Regions from separate parts of the Danio rerio genome. Here region 1 is linked to region 2. Evidence: chromatin contacts called from public Micro-C data. All regions are on one chromosome and are shown on one strand. Each heading gives the region's core, a stretch centred on a gene start, on an enhancer-like site or on the middle of the called end of the contact. The rest is flanking DNA. Distances are from core to core; before and after follow the strand shown.

Evidence for each region. A called contact is a pair of places that touch in the nucleus more often than the background predicts.
Region 1: a Micro-C map of caudal fin shows a contact between it and region 2, with 12 times the contacts expected there. The contact joins the promoter of ipo13b here to the enhancer-like site in region 2. A contact is called at or near these places in 3 of 18 Hi-C or Micro-C datasets (caudal fin, hematopoietic stem cells and an unstated tissue).

The regions. Positions count from the first base shown.
Region 1 is chr20:51,595,552-51,598,737 of GRCz12tu, reverse strand. ipo13b (importin 13b) reads left to right here and starts at 1,285. Exons shown (of 21, transcript XM_002665780.8): 1 at 1,285-1,667. The coding sequence starts at 1,620.
Region 2 is chr20:51,519,127-51,522,463 of GRCz12tu, reverse strand. The region is part of intron 11 of ipo13b (importin 13b); the gene reads left to right. Among named protein-coding and RNA genes, the nearest start is that of eva1aa, 47 kb to the right of the region's middle. Within about 2 kb of position 1,478, at least 13 of the 62 cell types and tissues checked have an H3K27ac peak or open chromatin away from gene starts, as enhancers often do. A contact at or near this core is called in caudal fin, where this site is marked.

The DNA.
Region 1 (3,186 bases), core at 36-2,535, 76 kb before region 2:
TTAAACTCAACCAGTGGGTGAAATAAATAACTCAACGTCTTTAAGAGTGCAGTAAATTCTAGTGTTTCTAAATTTTTGGACATTGACATGTACTTTCTGCAAACAAGCAGAGGAGACATGTGTTTTGATATTGTCCAATTTCCAATCAATTTTGGTCACTACTAAGTTCTCAAATATTTGATTCTGCAAGTACTCTGAATTGCTTTTGTCTAAAAAACATAATTTTTTTTATTATAATAACCCAAAAGATAAACCCCTGAGGTGACGCAGTGGAACAGTAGGTAGTGCTGTCGCCTCACAACAAGAAGGTTGCTGGTTCAAGCCTCGGCTGGGTCAATTGGCGTTTCTGTGTGGAGTTAGCATGTTCTCCTTGCATTCGCATGGGTTTCCTCCGGGTGCTCCCAGGGGTTCTGGATGCATACCTGGTGCATCCAATGCTTTTCAGTGGGCTCACCTAGCCCCACCCCTAACCCTACCCGTCAGAGTGACGTCACTCACTCTATTGCGTTCATTGAGTCTGACATTGCATCGCTGAGTGAAAAGCCTGATGCAAAAGGGCTAATGAATAAAAGGACTTAGCCGAAGTAAAATTAATGAATTAATGAAATAGGCAAACTTAATGAATGAATAAATGACTTTGGACACAGGTGAGACATTTGATTACTTTTTTCTTAGCAATTCCGTGAATTGTCTCAAAATACAAAGTAAAATACATTTCAATAGCAACCCAAACATTTTACACACGTATTGTTTAGGCTTAATAAATGGACTCTAAATGTATAATAACTGTAAGAGAACTCCATCTATTGCACACTCTCAGAAACCGAAATCCTTGCAAAACGTCCAAAGTACCACAAAGAGTCGCTGTGACATCGCAAATGAACGTTAGTGCTTAAAAACTACATTTCCCATAATGCAAAGCTAAGGACCATTTAGGATCACAAGGATGTAGCCTGATTATAAAGAACTTGCTAAAGTGCTACGAGATGCATTTTACATGAAATCAGCACACTTCTGAAGGTTTAAAACGTAAAGTAACAATCGGAAATCAAATCTGAGGCTCTTCAAAGGGACAACCAATCAATTAGATTAAACCACCATGCATAAATACAGTCAACAACACATTTATGATTAAAGTAATCACGTTTTTAACATTCACACACATAAATAGGCCTACATTTTAATTTAAAAATATGTACATTTTTTTAAAAATGTATGAATACTGTTATTTAATCTCTCTCCTTTTTAATGCAGGCAGATATGTGGGCAGCGTTTATTCGGTTCAGTCATACCGAAAAGAAGGGTAGAGGGAGGACGCGCGCACACCGGATCACCGGGAGCGGACCGGACAGAAACGTGCGGACACAGTTTTGTGACATATGATCATTTTCATCGGTCATCTGAGATATGAAGGGTTATTTTTTAAATCATGAGTGAAATATGAGAATGAGAGACATGAGATCGCGCGCACCGGCCTGATCGCGCGCGCCCGGCCGAATCAGATTCACCTCAGTGATATCATTCAGCGTTATCATCATATTTATATAATTCTAGAGGATTTCTACAAGACATTGTGTTCAAGAGAGCGAAAGGAGGTGTGTGTTATAAAAAACACGGAGATGGATTCGGACACAGCCGCAGACTTCACCGTGGAAAACGTGGAGAAGGTAAAACATGTGTTTATTATCTTTCATTTCAGTGTTGTGCTAAGGCTAATCACATCCAAAATAAAAGTTTGATTGGACATAACGTTAATGTATATGTGCGTGTATTGTATTTATTTATTATGTATATGATACACACACAAACATAGAAACAAAACCATCCCAAACATCTTTGTCACATGTATATTTGTACATGTATATATAATTTGTATCACACATATTAACTTTCTATGTAAATATAAACATTTGATATATAAATTTAAACATTGTTTTGTGTATTTATATATCCATAATAAATATGCACAGTACACACAGTAAATAAATTGTCAAAACAAACGTTTAGTTTGGATGCGATTAACCGCGATATGTAATACCTTTGTAACGTTACTCTTAGAAAAAATATCAAGTAGTGTTGACTTGAGTTGAATCTAAATTCATTAAAGTTTGCAAAATATGAAGTATCTATCAACCTATTTAGCTATCTATCAAATACTACACTACCATGAAGTTACAACTACAATGTGTTCAATCCCTAAGCTAGGATGGCATGCATGATTTATAGTTATATATGTTTATGTCTTTTATTGTTTGTAATCTAGAAAGTATTCATAGTGTTTAAATTTTTCCACATTTTTTTTGTCACAGTTTTTTTCCAAAATAGATTAAATTCATTTATTTCCTCAAACATCTGCACACAATACCCCATAATGACAATGTGAAAAAAGAGTTTTTGAAATTGTTGCAAATTTATAAATAATAAAGAAGCTGAAAAATCAGATGTACATCAGTATTCACAGCCTTTGCCATGAAGCTCTAAATTGAGCTCAGGTACATTCTGTTTCCACTGATCATTCTTGAGATGTTTTAGCAGCTGAATTGGAGTTTACCTGTGGTCAATTCAGTTGATTGGACATGATTTGAAAAGGCATACACCTGTCTATATAAGGTCCCAGGGTTGGCAGTGCATATCAAAGCACAAACCAAGCACGAAGACAAAGGAATTGTCTGTAGACCTCTGAGGCAGGATTGTCTCAAGGCACAAGGCTGGGGAAGGATACAGAAACATTTCTGCTGCTCTGAAAGTTCCAATGAGCACAGTAGCCTCCATCATGCGTAAGTGGAAGATATTTAACCACCAGGACTCTTCCTAGAGCTGGCCGGTCACCTAAGCTAAGTGATCAAAGGAGAAGGGCCTTAGTTAGGGAGGTGATCAATAACCCATTGCCTGGAATTTGCCAAAAGGCATCTGAAGGACTCTCAGACCATAAGAAACTAAATTCTCTCTTTGGAGTGAATGCCAGGCGTTACGTTGGGAGAAAACCAGGCACCGCTCATCAGCAGGCTAATAGCATCCCTACAGTGAAGCATTGTGGTGGCAGCATCATGCTGTGGGGATGTTTTTCAGCAGCAGGAACTGGAAGACTAGTCAGGATAGAGGGAAAGATGAATGCAGCAATGTACAGAGACATCCTGAAGGAAAACCTGCTTCAGAGTGCTCTTGACCTCAGACTGGGGCGACGGT
Region 2 (3,337 bases), core at 229-2,728:
ATTAAATAAACAAAAAATGTACATATAATGTATTTTCTTCAGTATTAAAAAATGACTCATGTCATAATCAAAGTATATTATACTTATATTAAATATAGGATAAATGAAAAATATATAATATAGAATATATAAAGAGTATTATTAAGAATATTATCGAAGAATTCAAAGATATTTATTATAGAATAAATATTATAAAATATATAATAATATTATATAAACATTCAAATATTATAGAAAAATTTAAAAATTAAATAATAAATAATATAGAATATATAGACTATTAAATACACACAATATTATCGACAATCAACAATATTCTTTATAGAATAACTATTATAGAATATATAAAGAATATTAAATAAACATAGAATATTATAGAATAGTTAAAAATAATATAGAATATACAAATAATATTAAATAAACCTATTAAAATAATATTAAAATCAAACCTATTAAATAATATAGAATATACAATGAATAGAATTATATTATAGGAATAATATGATAATTATTCATGTTATTATAGTATTAATAGTATAGAATCATTTAAAAGTAAATGATAAATAATAATATATAAAGAATATTAAATAAATATATAGAATAGTATGGAATAAATAATATAAAATGTAAAATAGAATATTATAGAATAATTACAAATATTATAGAATAAATAATACAGAATATATAAAGAATATTAAATAAACACTTAGATATTAACACTTAACATTTGAATAGAATAATATTATAGGAATAATATTATAATGATTAAAATTATTATAGTATACATTTAGAATAATTTAAAACTATTTATAGAATAAATAATATACAATATATAAAGAATGTTAAACACAGAATATTACAAAATAATTCCAAAATGTCATAGAATAAATCATACAGAACATATAAAGAAAGTTATATAAACATCCAGAATATTATAGAATAATTCCAAAATATTCTAGAATAAATACCTCTAGAATATTATAAACGAATCAGCAAAATATTATAGAATAAATATTATAGATTATATAAAGAGTGAAGCTTAAGTTTATGAACGCATATTTTTATCTACAGACATTATCCATACCTCAAAATATACATACATTTTTTAAAGTCATTTTTTTGGAATAAAAATGTAAAATTTTACACAAAACACAGATTTCCAGCATCAAGACACCAGAATATCTCTGTGAGCTCATTTTTAACAATGCCTAAACACCCTGTCGACCATCCTAAGGACATGCCAAACATCAATAAAATAGATATTCCAGCATTTTCTTTAATTCAAAATGTTCAAAATGCAAAACAATCAAAACCCCGAGTTCCCTCTTATTTCCCACTCGGCTTCATACAGTATCTGGCCTCTCTCCATGTGCGGCATTTCTATTTTTGACTTTTGCTTTTTCATTCTCTTCCTCCCCGTCTGCTTGTTCCCAGAAAGACATTACATCAGCCTTAGTAAACAGCAGTGCTGCTCGGTGTTCATAGAGCGCCACCTGCTGCTGCTCAAACACACTGCATCGCCACGCTTAGAGAAAACTGATCAGAACACACAAAGCAAACAGGAACAAAGTGTACACTTCACATTTTCTTCATGAAATATTTTTAATAATAAAAAAAATCATGCTGATTTAATATCGACCGAGTCTGCGAGCTTGCGCTAGCGCTTTGTGGTGTAGGGCTTTTTTTCTTTTTTCATTAAAAAAGAAAATCAGTGCTATATTTAGATTTTTTTTGTAAATTTATACTCGTTTAGCTCAGAAATGTAAATCAGTGTCTATAAATGTGTTTATTAGAGCAAAATATACTAGACAAGAATGTATTAAAAATACATAAGAACAGATTTACAGTTGAAAGCAGAAGTTTGCATACACTGTATAAAAAGGCACTTGACCATTTTTTAAAAAAAAAGTCAGATGTTAATGTGTCTAAACTTTTTCTCTTTTAGGTAAGTTAGGATTATCAGATTTGTTTCTGTTCTGCTTAATAGCAGAATAATGAGAGAGATTTTTTGAGAAATTGTTATAACTTTTCTTGAAAGTCCAGTTTACATACAATAAGATCATTCTGCCTCTGAAAAAGCTCAGATGATGATGTCCAGGTTTTGGAAGTTTCTGATTGGCTAATTGACAACATTTAAGTTAACTGGAGGCACAACTGTAGAATAGTATTTAAGGTAAACCTCAAACACACTGCTTCCTTGTGTGACAACATGGGAAAATCAACAAGCCAGAATCAACAAAAAAGCCACATTTGCTAAATTACACTGGAAAAAGACTGATTTTTGGAGACATGACCTGTGGTCTGATGGAACTAAGATTGAACTGTTTGGCCATAATGACCAGTGTTACACTTGGAGGACAAAGGGGAAAGCTTTCAAGCCTAGGAGCACCATCCCAACTGTGAAGTATGTGGGCGGCAGCATCATGTTGTGAGGCTGTTTTGCTGCAGGAGGGACTGGTCCACTTCACAGCATAGACGGCATCATGAAGAAAGCACATTATGTAGAAATACTGAAGCAACATCTCAAGACATCAGCCAGGAAATTAAAACTTGGCCACAAATGGGTCTTACAAACAGACAATGAGCCTTTAAATTAGTTTAAATATGCTTTAAGGACAACAGAGTGAATGTTTTGGAGTGGCCATCACAAAGCCCTGATCTTAATCCTATAGAAATCTTTGGGAGTTAAAAAAGCTTATGCGAGCAAGACAGCCAACAAATCTGACTCAGTTACACTAATTCTGCAAGGAGGAATGGACCAAAATTCCTGCAAACTATTGTGAGAAGCTTGTGGAAGGATACCCAAAACATCTGACCAAAGTTGTACAATTTAATAGCAAAGCTAAAAAAATACCAAGGAAATGTTTGTAAACTTTTGACTGTCTAGAAAATAATAACAAAATTCTCAAAAAAAATATTTCATTATTCTGGCATTTAGCAAATGTTAATCACTTAGGTAATCCTAACCGACCTAAAATAGTAAATGTTTGGTATGATTTACCATTTACCATCATATTTACCATTTTTTTAAAAAATTATTATGTTAATTTTTTCTTTGAGTGTGTGTGAATTTCTGGTTTCAACTGTATGTATATGGGCTGTTTTGGTAAAGCAAGTCAGTAAACATTTTCCTCCGCCATATATATATATATTATATTATATTACACGCGCACACACACACACACACATATATATATATATATATATATATATATATATATATATATATATATATATATATATATATATATATATGTGGGTCAGGTAGTAAAACGGTAGGCCACAATGAATTAATTCGTTATTTATTAATTGATGTATAACGAAACCCCACCCTCCG